Regions from separate parts of the Gossypium hirsutum genome. Here region 1 is linked to region 2. Evidence: chromatin contacts called from public Hi-C data. All regions are on one chromosome and are shown on one strand. Each heading gives the region's core, a stretch centred on a gene start, on an enhancer-like site or on the middle of the called end of the contact. The rest is flanking DNA. Distances are from core to core; before and after follow the strand shown.

What was found. A called contact is a pair of places that touch in the nucleus more often than the background predicts.
Region 1: a contact with region 2 is called in a Hi-C map of leaf, with 2.9 times the contacts expected there. The contact joins the promoter of LOC107889360 here to the enhancer-like site in region 2. A contact is called at or near these places in 4 of 34 Hi-C or Micro-C datasets (callus, hypocotyl and leaf).

Annotation. Positions count from the first base shown.
Region 1 is chrA09:69,577,921-69,580,946 of Gossypium_hirsutum_v2.1, reverse strand. It overlaps LOC107889360 (leucine carboxyl methyltransferase 1 homolog), which reads left to right and starts at 1,299. Exons shown (of 9, transcript XM_016813752.2): 1 at 1,299-1,494; 2 at 1,571-1,679; 3 at 2,013-2,055; 4 at 2,178-2,243.
Region 2 is chrA09:69,460,215-69,463,247 of Gossypium_hirsutum_v2.1, reverse strand. It overlaps the pseudogene LOC107889357. Among protein-coding and RNA genes, the nearest start is that of LOC107889356, 10 kb to the right of the region's middle. Within about 2 kb of position 1,482, at least 1 of the 9 cell types and tissues checked has an H3K27ac peak or open chromatin away from gene starts, as enhancers often do. A contact at or near this core is called in leaf, where this site is marked.

The DNA.
Region 1 (3,026 bases), core at 50-2,549, 120 kb before region 2:
TTTTACCCCATGCTTAGCACATTTTTGGATGAATTATCATTAGATTTGTGGAATTTGATGCTCCTAATCCTTTGATTTCATGTTTTATACTTAGGTGAGCATAGGAAAGTAAAAAGAGCAAGAAAAGGGCCAAAAACGGAGAAAATGAGTCAACGTGGGAAATCAACACAGCCTGGACTTCCTCACACGGGTAGACCACACACCCGTGTCTATTTAGCAGACTTTAACACGGCCTAAGCCACCCCACACGGGCGTGGCACACGGCCGTGTCCCTGTCGAGCCCAAGTCTAGTTCTACTCGGAAAAGGTCACTTTTGAGGGTTTTGAAGCATTCAAAAGCCTATATAAACACCCGAGGAGGCACTTAAAGGTGAACACACGGAGTGGAAGGCAAAGAATTACTCGAAGAAAACCGATTGATCCATCTCAGAAGCCAGATTCTCCTTCAAGACTGAAGATCTCCCTTCAATTTCCTTCAGGGGTTTTTGGGTTTCTTTATGTTTTGTTATTATTATTCTTCTGAGATGTTTTCTTTTACACATATGAACTGAATTCCCTAAATACCTAAGGGAGATGAAACCTAAGACGGATCTTGTTAATATTTTCTGAATTATATGATAAATACTTGATTTGTTCTTAATTATGTGTTCTTAATTCTTGCTTTAACATTCCAGGATATTGATTCAAGTATTGATGTGCTTATTCAGAGGAGCAAAAGTCCCTGTCTAAGAGAAGATCTAGCATAATTAAGCGAATTTGATTACACCCCTAGACATAGGGCAACATAAATCTACCGGATTAGGGTCAAACCTAATAAGGGACTCCATAGATCGAGTTAATGCAACACTAAGGGTTTTAATTAGAAAGAGATTTCAATTAATCAACCTAGGGTTAGACGTTGTTAGTCTCGAGAGAGATAATAATATAAATTAGGGATTTCTACGGATCGAGTCAAGTGAATAAATCGTCTAGTTCAGAGTCAAATAATAAGTGAAGTCTAGGTGGATTCTTCCTTGGGTATTGTCTAAATCAATCAGTTTTTCCAAAAGTATTTCCTCAATTTACTTCCTGTGCATTCTTAGTTTAGTTAATTAGTTTAGATAAAACAAATCCCTTTATTTTTAGGCTAGATAATAAAAAGAAGGTTAATACTAGTACTTTTAGTTCCTGTGGGTTCGACATTCCGGTCTTGCTATAAGCTATACTACTGTTCAATAAGTGCACTTGCCTTTATCGTGGTAATAGTTAGTTTTCAAGTGCGATCAATCATAAATATAAAAATTATCACGTACATCAAGACGTGGCGTGCAATTTGACTGTTCCAATTTCGTTTTCAACGTTAAATTAAAACCCTAGCCTCTTCCTTTTGCTTCTATCGGGGGGGAAGGGAATCATGTCTTTCGATCTCATATGCTGAAGCCGTCCTGTAGCTACTTCGGATCCTCCTAAGATCTGTACAGCTGAGGACCAAAAGAAGAAAGATGATGAGGATCTGGTGAGTGGCTTTTTGGGATTTAGCTTTTTTGGTTAACTGTATTGATTTTTTTAACACTTGGCTTTTTTTTATGCAGTCGGCGGAGGATTTGGCTTTGAAACAACAGTTGGAGCTATATGTAGAGAGAGTTCAGGGTTCCGATCCTGGGTTACAGAAAGTAGGCCCTGAGAGCATGAGTATGTGAGGTGAGCATTGTCCGACTTGATAACATGCTAATTTACTCTACTTTTTGTGAAAATTTTGTATTAGCAGTTCTTCATCAGCTATATCTGGTCAAACTTATGAGTGGTTTTAGATTGTGTTAATGTTTTTGTGTTTGTTGGTATATTGGTTTCAAGTTCCACTTTGTGTTGGTGCTCCGACTTAGAATTTGTAACCAGAAGATCACCTATGCGAATTTATTTTTGGAACTAATTTACTTCTTCTTTATTTTTCAATCTATAATAAACATATTGGTTTCATGTTCGTGTTGACATATAACTAGAATAAATTTGTTCTCACTTCATTGTTGTTCTCAGGAACTTGGCTGGAGAAATTGCACAAGAGTATGGGAAGCGACAGGTTAGAAATATAAGGAATCTTTAGACAATTCATAGTTTCTATGAGTTATGTAATGTAGGGTTATCTTTAATGGCGAGACATTAATCTGGATGTTAATGTTATTTACTTTCTTGCTAATGCAGAGTGAAGAGGCTGCAATTGAAGATCTACTGGAGCTTGTGCAATAGATTGTTTCATTTCACATAAACGTATAGCTTTCTCCTTGTCATATGGAGCTTGTGCAAAAGATTGTTTCATTTCGTAATTTCTATAAGTTATGTTAATTGAAAACTCTTTTCGCTTATCATTTCTTTAATTCATTCATTTATTTTGGGGAAGAATTTTGGGGAAAAATAATATATTGAAATATCAATATGTTAAATCAATATTTTGGGGAAGATTTTTGTCATCATATAGCTTTGCCAATCCAAAGAGAAGTTCCATCCTATTCTTCAGCTCTTTGATCTTTCTCCTTATCTTCCCTCTGTTTCCACTTGCTCCAGGTACCACCTATATATAATTATAATATTGGTGTGCTATGTTTCATGTTCAATGCTTTATAATTAGTTGTGTAATTCAATTCTTCCATTTCATTAAACATTTAAGGTGCATAGATGTTGGATACTACAAGATCCTGCCTATGGATAATAGGCTATCACATATACTAGTTTATATTTTATGTTAGTTTTGAATGTTTTTAGGATGTATAATTGGTTGGATGCAAAAAAGTTTAATAATGAAAAATCGTATTCTGGATTGATATGATAGAGATGTAGGATAGATTTGAAATTTTACTTACATGAGGACTCCAATTATATTTGTAAATCCAACTATTGGTTTGTGAAATAGTATATTAATCCTATAAAATGATATCAAAATGTGTAGAACTAATTTAGTTTTGCAGTACTGTAAGTGGATTCTTTTCTATACATAGTAATCTGAAAAGAAGTATATTTAACTCATTCAAAAAGCTGAGAGGCATCATTTGGCAT
Region 2 (3,033 bases), core at 233-2,732:
CTTACAAAGGGATTTTTTCACTATCAATGTATCCCAAGGCAAGATGGTTTGTGTTTTTGGTTCATTAAAAAAAAAAAAAAGACTAGTGAAATGAATATTACTTATTGAGTATATCCTAAATTTCCTTGTATATGTTTCAGGTGTGTGTAAACTTGATGGTGTATGCGAAAGAGAGACACCAAACATAAAACAAAGCCTGATTGCTTCTTACAATACCCTGTTGGCTCCAAAAGTAAGAGATGCTTGTATGGAGATCACCACTGTTTCAGAAAGGGACTCGCATTTGATTGGGAGCCATTCTTGCAAACAACACACGAGTAGCTGCAGCGTTGACCTCTCTACTTGGTTCTATCAATTCAGGATTCTACTTCAAAGAGGGCTTAAAGAAAGAAAGTATGAATCTTTCAACACCCTCAGAGTCTTCCAAGTAATTACTGCTTCCATCTTGGCAGGTTTAATGTGGTGGCATTCGGATTATCGAGACATACAAGACCGCCTCGGTCTCCTCTTCTTCATTTCCATATTTTGGGGTGTCTTGCCATCGTTTAATGCAGTATTTGCCTTTCCCCAAGAACGTGCCATCTTTATGAAAGAGCGTGCTTCCGGTATGTACACTCTCTCTTCCTATTTTATGGCGCGGATTATTGGGGATCTCCCAATGGAGCTCATCCTTCCTACGGTTTTCCTTATCGTGACATACTGGATGGCTGGATTGAAACCTGATTTGGTGGCATTTCTTTTGACATTGGTGGTTCTTCTCGGCTACGTGCTCGTCTCTCAGGGGCTCGGCCTTGCATTTGGAGCAGTAATCATGGATGCCAAACAGGCTTCAACCATTGTTACTGTCACAATGCTAGCATTTGTTCTAACAGGAGGATACTACGTGCATAAGGTGCCAGCATGCATGGCATGGATCAAGTACGTCTCTACTACATATTACAGCTACAAGCTGTTTGTTAACGTCCAATACAGCCAAGGCAACAAAATTTCCTCGTTGTTGGGTTGCCTGCACCATGGAAGTAATAGAGTTAGCTGCAAGTTTATTGATCAAGACATCGCAGGGCAAATTAGCCCGAAACTGAGTGTGGGAATCTTGCTTCTAATGTTTGTAGGATATAGGTTGCTAGCTTACCTTGCATTGAGGCGCATCAAAGGTTGAGCCTTATGTATTATTAGTTTACACGTACTTGTAATTCATACATGCCCTTGTAATCGTAAATTTTCAAAAGGATGGCGAAGGAAAAAGAAAAGAGAGATTTATTCAGGAAGTTAAGTTTGCATTGATGTTTCGGCCACGCTAAGTGTAAGTCAAGAATCACTCTCTGCAATAAACTCTTGTCTTAGCATTTGTAAATTAAATAGCAAACAGCGACCTGCATTTCAGATGGGCTTTCTTCGGCTCATTGCTCGATTTCTGTAAAAGTCGAGGGATCAGGTAATATAGGCTTACTATTTTCAAGTTCTTGCTACCAATGGGCTGTTTTATGTTCTTTTCAGCAATTAGGCTGGTGATAGATATCTCGGTCCAAATGTGCTAATAAAGCCTCATTACATGCAGGCTGAAATTATTATTTAAATATTCAGTTATTAATTATCTGAGTTTTAAATTTGAAATTAAATTACAATTTAATTCAAAATTAACAATTAATTAAAATTAACTCAGTATAAAATACAATAAGATGTACAAAGTGCAAGGCCTACACTTGAGCTCAGAGAAAATCAATACATTGTCTTTTACAGAAACAAATATTATGCGTACAATATAGTAAGACATTGTCTTTTATACAAACAAATACTATGCATATAATATAGTATCTCACGACTTGAACAATCAATTAGTGAATATATCTTGGAACTTTAATGAAGTTGGTGTCTGCAAATTGAACCACAACTCATTGAGTTAAAATTGAAGATATATCACATATAATTCTTATTTTATAATTTTGTTAGAAGTTTTCACCTTTAGCACTAAACTGTCATGTGCTTCTCCTATTCCCAATAAACATTTACAAGAGAACCCCTTAAATTTTTGTTAAAGTGGCATCATTTCTTATGTTTATGTAGGTAGAGTTCATTTATTGTGCCCATTGCTTCAGACATTAAATAATATTCAATGAACTTTATTAAGAGTATTCAACTCATCCTCTATATACTATAAGAGCCCGCCCGGCGAAGTCTCCGTATTTGGTTACTATTTGGCGTATATATAGTAAATTAAGGATAGATTTGGGTAAGAAAATATTTGTTCTGGCTAAGTATAGAATTTTGTGTAATATGTCATTTGGCGAAATCCTAGTTTGGCAAGTTTTAAGGTTCAACGGACTCTTTTCTTAAGTATCCGGCCCATCCAGATGCTTTGGGCGAACTCGTTAAGTTCGCAATTGTTTAGATTTGTTTATTATTTTAGTATGGTGGTTTGGTTAATCAAGTTGAGGTCTAGTTAGAACAGAACCAGACTATTGTAGAGAATAAGACCTAAATTTTATTAAGTGCACTTAATCACGTGAATCAAGAGAATTAGTGTAATTATCTGATTTTTTTCACTAATCTTTGTCTCCGTTACTTAAGTAAATAAGGATAGCGGTGGTATTTCTGAAACACTTTTACATTTTCTTCTTTTTTCTTGATTTCCTTTCAAAGTATCCAAAAAACTTAAGTTTAGAAAACTTTATCGAAGTGAAGGTTCGCAGTATCTAGCTAACTTATACGTTAGTATCAACTCAATTGTAATTACTGATGAACCCTTAGGTTACCATTGAAGTCATTTATGTGTTTTTCGCATTGCATGCATAGATATTAGAATGGTGTGTGAGGAAGGAAATTTCCTGATTCTGGATTCAATGTTGTTGATTCTTATATGCATATTCAGATTTGATAGATTGATGATCTGATATGTATCAGTATCTTTCTTTTAGCTTAAGAAGCTAACGAGGGTCTAAGTGATAAAGGCAAAGAAAAATTGTGCTAGAATTCCATGTATTGTAGATCTCTTTGTTATATAATTTGTGTAAGGTAAGTAACCTTCCTCTGTAA